3 separate regions of the Triticum aestivum genome follow, and all the other regions are linked to region 3. The links are chromatin contacts, called in public Hi-C and HiCAR-type maps. All regions are on one chromosome and are shown on one strand. Each heading gives the region's core, a stretch centred on a gene start, on an enhancer-like site or on the middle of the called end of the contact. The rest is flanking DNA. Distances are from core to core; before and after follow the strand shown.

Region 1 (2,700 bases), core at 157-2,656, 220 kb before region 3:
GGTGAGCTTTCCGCAAAACTCCGGGCTCGTCACAATCTCCCTGCACATCTCCCTCCACGCCTTGCAAACGGCGGCGCAGGACACCACATGCTTGCGCGACGGCCAGGTGCTCTCGCTTGCCTCCAGCCTCCGGATCACGTCGCTGAGGAGCTCGGGAGGGAGGCTGGCCCAGCGGCTCTCCTGGACTATGAGATCGGCGTCGCGGAGCTCGTGCACCGTGCTCTGGCACTTGCCCCTGTGGTGCCCGGTGAGGCCGGACAGGCCGGAGATGGTCACCTCGAAGCTCCGCCTCGACAGGCTGCCGAAACCGTCCCTGACATCACGAACTATGCTGCGGAACGACATCTGCGCTAGGTAGATGCAGGCTGGAAGCTCGAAGCTTTCTAAACTGTTCCTCTTATTGAGCAGAGGTCACAGATCACGGCACCAGAGCAAGGATTGCTGCTCCGGAGTATGTCTAGATAGAAGCAATCATCAACGTGTACCTGCGGAAGAGAGAGCAAAATAACCTTGGTGAGTATAGCATGAAAGAGACACCCGTCTTGGTGAAAAATTATACTAATTCCGTTGCAGCCCCCTGCTAGGAACAAATCGCCTCATCAAGAGAAAAAGAGTAGTCCACACATCGAAAATGGCCATGGCGGCGCCGGGAAAAAAAAGAACATGATACCCCGGTGGCATGCTGCGACATTTGGAGAAAGAAATCTTCACCCTAGTACAGCTATCCCATGACAAACTTGGAAATATGCCGTTCCATGGTAAAATAAATAAATCAAGAAGGCTCCATTTCACCCCGGATAGAGACAATAAAAAAGAGGATCTCTGAAGAACATATGTAGTGCTAAGAAATCGACAGGTTCCTACGCGAGATCTGAAGTCTTGTGCGGGGACAAGAACGACGACTGTGGCAGTCAAAGCCGAGGCGTTAGGACAGCTGAACGAACTCTTGGCACGGACGAATTTAACGGACGAGAGAACAAAAAGATGCCAAGAACTCGGCATTTACTGCCGCATCCGGACGCACGGTCGCTTGATCCGGACAGTAAACGCCCCGAAAAGCTCGCCCCTGCACAACCGGCGCGTCAATCAATCAAATCAAGGACGGAGGAAGGCCAAGACTCCCCGAAATAACTCACATCAGCGCGGACTCTGGGGGTCTTGAGCGCCGATCCGGAGCTCCCGCGCCCGTGCCGCCGCCTCTGGAGACGAACGAGGTCGATCCGGCTCCAGCCCCAGCTGCCGCGCTCACGCCGTCCCCGCCTGGAGGTTCCTTTCTTGGGCACGCGAAGAGTGTGGGAGAGAGAGGAGAGGAGGTGAGGTGGGTGTGAAGAGGGAGGGAGGGAGACCCGGAGCGAGCGAGCGGAGGGGAATGGGGAAAGGCGCAGAGACACACACACACGAGGCGGGTGCCGCGGCTGTTGTTTATCGTCTCCCGTCCGCGCTCGCTCGCTCCGGTCCACGGGGCGGGGGGTGGCGTTCGGTTGACCGTTCCGTTGCGTTCCGTCTCCTGTCCTCCTGCCGTGTGGGTGTGTGTGCGTGCCGACTTGCGCGCGGGGCGTGACGGCGTCAGCCTCGCTCCTGCCGCTCCATTTTCTTCTTGGTTCCTGACGTCTCCCGAGTCCGCTGGCGCCTGCGTCGCTCGCTACCTGCGCGCATTTCGCTGGCTCGCTGCCGCGGCAGGGAAAGCGGGTCGCTTTTGGTGGGCTTTGGCCGAGCTTTCTGCTTTCGCCCGCGTGCACGGCTGCCCGTGGGCGCGGGGGCTCCTGGCGCTGGCGACCGCACGCTGACGTGCTGCCGATTGGGTTAACACGGTTGTTTTAACAAATCAATCAGGGATCAGGGCGAGTGAATAGACCAGTCTACACTCTGGAAGATGTACTACTATACTATCTGTACGATGTATGATGTACGACGTGTTAGGGCATCTTCAACACCAACCCTCAAATCAACCGTACGAGTTGTGCCATCCAAGAAAGTCTTGTATCGGTCCGCCGAGCGGTTCGGATCACGTTTTCCCGACAAAACTGGTACCAAACGTGGGGTTTTGCGGAAGTCCGAGTAGCAGACACGTAGGACCCCGACACCCTGGCCCACCCAAAAGGCAGGCGGAGCCCGCGCTTTTTGTAGTTGTCTGCCCTGTTTCCGCGGCAAAAACCCCAATCTCATCTTCCATACAGCCGCTCTCCACGCAACTCCCGCCCTTTTCTCCCACTCTATTCTTCCCTTCGGCCACCGTCGCCGCATGGAATCGGAGAAGAGCCTGCCGGAGACAGAGGGCGGGTGGAGGTGCTAGAGGATCCGAATGACGGCGTAAAATACCGTCAGATCCCTCTGTAGGGTTCATGACGAGGTCGAAAGTACCGGGACGGAGCCCGCACGCACAGTTTATCCCAGGGTCGGGCCTCCGTAGAGTAATACCCTACATCCCGCTTCTTCTTGTTATTCATGGTGGAGGGATACCTCGTGCGAGATATTACAATGGTCTGACCATACACCTGTCTTACACCTCATAACCCATTTTGTACTCACGCGGACATGACGCACTCTGGAATGTTACGTGTTATAGATGGTAACAACACTAGGAAGAGCACCTTTTTTAATTTGATATTTACTGTGAGAAATCATCCTAATAATTGACTACTGAGCAATCAAAGGGTGCAAACAACAAAAGGGATAAACATCTCAGAAAATTCATAATAG
Region 2 (2,700 bases), core at 119-2,618, 230 kb before region 3:
GCGCCTAGGCGTCCAAAGCGCCCGCCTAGGCGTCGCCTAGTCGCCAAAGCGCCCCCCCCCCCCCCCCCCCCCCCCCCTCCCTAAGGCGGTAAGGCGTCGCCTTAAAAACATAGGTGCTCAGAGAGAGAGTACCACCATCCAGAAGACCAAAACAAAACCATCACAAAATAGTCAAAATGTTTTTTTAGCACAAAGCCAAAGGTTCACAATTAGGATCAGAAATGGCGTAAGATGTAACATGAGGTTAAACTGGTAAGGAAACAGAAAGAAAAGCAACAAACATGTAAAAGACGTTTGGTCACCAAATCTGTAGCAAAGCATGTCATATTTGCTACGTACAAAGGAGCCAACCTGCATTCAAGAATGGCAAATGATGACACATGACACAAAATAGAGTAAAAGAAACGAAATAAAAAATAAAAATGTACGAAAATGATCCTGAGATAGACTAGTAACATCTGTCAGAGCATGGCTTAGGATCCGGGCTAAGTTGGTGATTCAATGGCATCAATTAATTATCTTACACAATGTGCGGAAGCTGCCTGTTTTACAGTGTGACCATGAAAAAGAGTTGGGTTCAGATGAAAATACCAAGAATTCTGTATCACAACATGGCCCTCAGATTTCAGGTTCGTCATAGGCTAATGCAGCGGGCTCCAAAGCTGGCGCTGGGGCGTGTCTGGGTGAACCGAAAGAGGAGGCGAGGCCATGGCAAAGGTGCGGCGACGAGGAAGAGGAGAAGGAAGCAGAGGTAGACCTCAACAAGGGCAGGGCCATGGGTCAGTGGCAGATCTTCAGCGGAAGCAACGGCTGACCCAGACACATGCCTCAGCGCCCAGAACAGAGAAGCCACGCCGCATTAGCCATTTCAGGGACTCCAACCTTGCAACGCAACGGCCAAGCCAAGGAAAAATCCATGCAGCAAGCAAAAATTACAGTACACTAGAGATGGACCAAACAAGCTATGAAGGTAAATCTACACCGAGATCGACCGGAACAGAGCATCAAACCACCGGAGAGCCGATGGAATCGAAGGGGGGAAGAGACGTAGGGGACGGGGCAATGCGGCGGAGAACTTCCCACCGAAGCGAAGGGGACGATGCCGGCGGCGGGCGAGCAGATCCGGAGACTCCCGGCGGCGGGCGGAGGGCGCGAGGGATGGGGTTTCTCCGCCCAGCGGCGCTGGCACCAAAACCCTCCCCGCTCCAGTCTCCGCCCTTTCTGTGTGCGCCATTTACTCCGTTCTGCTTTTGTTTTTTGTTTTTGAGGGGTCTCCGTTCTGCTTTTTTTTAGGGGTCTCGGTTCTGCTTTCGATGCCTCAAGGCGACTCGGCTCCCGATGGGCCACACGGCTTTGGATGGGCTTTCCTGGCGGGCTGATTGGCCTGCGGTGGGATCCGGAGAGAGTGGTTCTGTGGGCCAGTGGTGGATGCAGACAGCCAGTTTCCTGGGCCGTTACAAAGGCTATTTTCTCGATCAAAAAATGGACCGAACTGGACACCTCTCCACGTGTGGCTTATACATTACTCAAAAAAACGTACGGCTTATAAACCCAGGATATCTTTGTAACTCCTGTAAATTTGAATATCAATCAATAAAGCATGTTTACCCCTCAAAAAAATTTGTCTCGATAAAAAAACCCTTCCTCTCCCTAAAAATGTGGATAGCAGCGTTGACTTTTGTATGAAAAATGAAAGCATTGGTGGCATGGGGAACTCCGAGGGTCGTGTAGTAATCTCTGTGCGCATGTGTACTAAAAGTTGCGTATTGATCTAAGAAAAAACTAAAAGTTGCATATTATCCTCAACGCAACTTTCAGATGAACTATGTACCTTCCGTCACAGGTATGGCGAGTCATTATGGATGGGAGAGATGTTCTCACCCAGGGCCTTATCCAAAGGATCGGCAATGGTGCTACTACCTCAGCTTGCAATATGTAGTGGTTATCAAGGGAGGCGGACTTGTGACCCGTTGTGTCTTTATCAAATGAGCCACCTCGGCTTGTTTGAGAGTTGATAGGTCATACTTTGGCCTCGTGGAACAGAAATTTGATTCGGCAAGGTTTCCATCCAATGGATTTTGATGTTATCTTGAGCATTCCCCTACCCATGTGTAATATGGAAGATTTTTGGTCATGGAATCATGACTCTCGGGTCTCATTCTCAGCCCGGTCTGCTTGTCATATGCTTGTAGCGATGAAAATGTGAAGAGAAGCTTGGTTGGATGGGGAAAGTGACCCTCAAGCTCAGGCTCGAAAGAAAAAGAGAAGGCATGGGCTGCTCTGTGGAAATCACAAGTTCCTTTGAAGGTACGCTTGTTCATTAGGAGGTTAGCTCAACTCTCTCTTCCAACAACTAATGTTTTGCGATACTGAAATATGTCTGCTACTATTAGTGCCACGGTCGGATGCATGCAGGCATTGGGTGATGAGGAGCTTGTTGAGTGCCAAATACGAAATAGATGATTGTTTTTCACTGATAGAATCATTATCGCATGATCAGCCAACTTGTGTTTTTTTTACAATCTGGGTCGTCTGGACGCCGCGCAACAAGACCCTTCATGAAGGGGGTTTCCAGGCTCCGTCATCTACACATGCCTTCATCTCACTGTTCATGGATTATCTTAACATTGCCAAGACACAAAGGATGAAAAAGGTTCATCGACCAAAAACAACCAGCACAAAAAGATGAATCCCTTCCCT
Region 3 (2,700 bases), core at 87-2,586:
TGGCCGTATTTATATAATAATGCGCCAACATTTATGCCACCAAATTAGTAGCATTAGATTCATCATAAAATATATTTTCACCATATACCTATTTTGTTTCACAAACATTGATATACTTTTGCACATACTCGGTCAAATTTTAAAATAGTTTGACCCTCCAACAAAGTTGGAAGTACACTCTTTAAAAGACGGAGGGAGTAGTCAGCTTGCTGAACACATCCAGGGAGAAACTCGGCTGGCATGCATGTTAGAAAACATGTTTAGTTTTGTTAAACTTGATCTCAAACCATGTTTAGTGTGCAAATAGAAAGCCATGCAACTAAACTTAACGACTTGTGTTTAGTTGCACGAACTAGAAAATAGTAGGCTTCTGTCCATGGTTGGTTTTTTTTACTTTGCAGACATGACACTCATGGGGGTGGTGTGATGTTGATAATGGGGTGATGTGGCAGATCTACTACTTTCTTGAAGCAACTTCTCCATGGTTTTGCTGATAGATCCATGGAGAAGGGGGTTTACAGATGAAGTACAAGAAGGGCGAGAACTGAAGAGGGGCAGAGGGGAATTACTTGCCTGATGTTGCTGCCTGGTAGGACTCTGAGCACCCCGCCCTTAGATCAATTTTTTGCAGTAATTTCTTCTACTTTTGGGCTGCAATGGCGACTGTACAGAGGAGGAAGAAGGGCCTTAGATCCCCTTCTTTCGTGGAGAAGAAGAAGGCAACGTGGGAGAGGCTGGGGCGTGGGGGCGAACGGTCGTGGGAGGGGCTGGGACGCCGGGGATAGTTGGCCACGTGGGGAGCGCTTTTTCTGTTCGGGATTGGACGCTCCATCGGCTCGGTTTGGTGGCTGCCTGTCCCTTCCTTTTCTGTATCGAAGGAGGACAGGGCTTACCTTTTTAGGCTGGCCACTCGATCGCACTAGTGGGCAGCCGACCGCCCACTAGACGCGTCCATAAATGAAGCCATATATGACGCTACTAGTATGTTAGAGCAACTCCAATCGGGTGACCAATTTTGTTCGTTTGGGTCATCCGGACATAAAACTTGGTCCAACTGGCGACCCAAATGGACACAGCGTCTGCCTACCGTTCGTTTTGTGTCCGCTCGGACCCATATCTGGTCCAAATTTGCGTCACACTTGGGTCCGCGGCAAACACAAAGCAGACGTTTTCTTTGCTTTCCCCGTCCGTCTCCGTCCGCTGCATGCGAGCACTGGCCCATCTGTCATCGAGGGGCCACCCACCCATCCCACCTCCGTCTCTCTCCTACTTTTCTATCTTTCTCCCATCCACCCCATAGCGCCAGGCCGCCGGCCACTTCGTTCTCCGTCGTGAGCTAGCAGGGAGCAGGGGCCGGGGCAGCGCCGGAGAAGCACCAGAGCCGGGGCAACGCCGGTGAAGCGCCGGAGCCGACGGGAAGCGTCCGCTTCGTGGGCGTCCACGGCGTCCTCCGGCGGGAGCGGGAGCACGTGCGCGCTGTCGACGAAGGCGGCCATGGCGGCCGCTTCGGGCACAGAGGAGATGCGGGCACTCATGAAGCAGCGCCGGGCCAAGCGGATGCTCTCGAAGACCTCACCGCGCAGGCTCGCGCTGCCCTGCCAAGCTCGCGATGCTGCTGTCGCATGCATGCATGTGATGTCTACACGTTGGCCGGGTGCTTGCTATTTTGCTTACTGGATTGCAGTCTCGCACGAACGCGCACCAGTAGAAGAAACATGGGAGCACATAGATGCAATTCTTCCGCTGCTGCGTCCGGTCGCCCCCGGCCTTGCCTCGCCGCAGCTTCGCCTCGCCGCGCCGCGGCTGGCCGGCACTTGCGGCACCCACGCCGCCGCCACTGCGCTCTTGTCTGGCGACGAGCCACAAGCAGCACCCGTGCACGGGCGGCGAGCGCACAACCTAGAGCACGGGCGGGGGCGTGACCAAGCTGCAGGCGGGCGTGGGGGACACGGTGAGCTGCGGGGCGGGGTGGGGCGCGTGCGGCCGGCGCGGCGAGCTGCTACTGGGAGCTTGCGGGACGCGGGCAGGCGGACGGACGACCCAAACGGACGAAAAACGGACAAAATCGACATTCGTTTGGGTCACTGCATTGAAGTTGCTCTTACTTTACACTATGAAGGTAGTAAGTTAGACTAGTGTTATATGCATGACACTAGTACTATGATCAGCCTACTAGTATCCCAATGGGGTCAGGGTACCACCATCCTTAATCAATGTAACGCGGAGTGGTGGAGACTGGTTTGCAGTAACACATCGTACGTCTCTCAACCCTACCACTAAACGATCGAGCTCTTATTCAGCTACTAGCTCCTGTATGCAAGGGCTTCTTGTGGTTAGACTAGGGCTTCTTGTGGTTCTTTGTTGATGGTGGAACGAGCTGCTCGGCGGAGCTTGCTCCTGAGGTGTTGGTTACCAGGGTTTTCGGTTTGGTCTCTGTGCCAACCTTTCCCTCTGTTTTCTTCGTTCTTTCTCTAGTTTTTGGCTCTCCTCCTGGGCGCCGTCTTCTGTAATTTTCCTTTGCACTTTGTGTGCGCCTTCATGTATTTGTACTGACTGCCAAGTCACTCTTCGAGTTGGAATATAACAAGCGGTGGGGTTTGACCCCCCCCGTCAATCTTGAAAAAAAAAATATGGGACGGAGCTTTCAGTCGGACGAGTGGTTGCGTGAAAGTGGCAACTTGGTGTGATACGCACCATGGC

Evidence for each region. A called contact is a pair of places that touch in the nucleus more often than the background predicts. HiCAR-type assays count read pairs that join an accessible place to other places.
Region 1: a contact with region 3 is called in a HiCAR-type map of leaf, with 4 times the contacts expected there. The contact joins the promoter of LOC123057533 here to the promoter of LOC123149874 in region 3. A contact is called at or near these places in 1 of 5 Hi-C or Micro-C datasets (leaf) and 1 of 1 datasets of contacts at active chromatin or transcription factors (leaf).
Region 2: a contact with region 3 is called in a Hi-C map of leaf, with 2.9 times the contacts expected there. The contact joins the enhancer-like site here to the promoter of LOC123149874 in region 3. A contact is called at or near these places in 4 of 5 Hi-C or Micro-C datasets (leaf and root).

Annotation. Positions count from the first base shown.
Region 1 is chr1A:468,612,956-468,615,655 of IWGSC CS RefSeq v2.1, forward strand. It overlaps LOC123057533 (tubby-like F-box protein 8), which reads right to left and starts at 1,407. Exons shown (of 5, transcript XM_044480486.1): 1 at 1,137-1,407; 2 at 1-485. The coding sequence starts at 345.
Region 2 is chr1A:468,596,498-468,599,197 of IWGSC CS RefSeq v2.1, forward strand. No RefSeq gene overlaps it. Among protein-coding and RNA genes, the nearest start is that of LOC123057533, 17 kb to the right of the region's middle. Within about 2 kb of position 1,369, at least 8 of the 8 cell types and tissues checked have an H3K27ac peak or open chromatin away from gene starts, as enhancers often do. A contact at or near this core is called in leaf and root, where this site is marked.
Region 3 is chr1A:468,830,853-468,833,552 of IWGSC CS RefSeq v2.1, forward strand. It overlaps LOC123149874, which reads left to right and starts at 1,337. Exons shown (of 1, transcript XM_044569681.1): 1 at 1,337-1,938. The coding sequence starts at 1,495. The coding sequence ends at 1,938.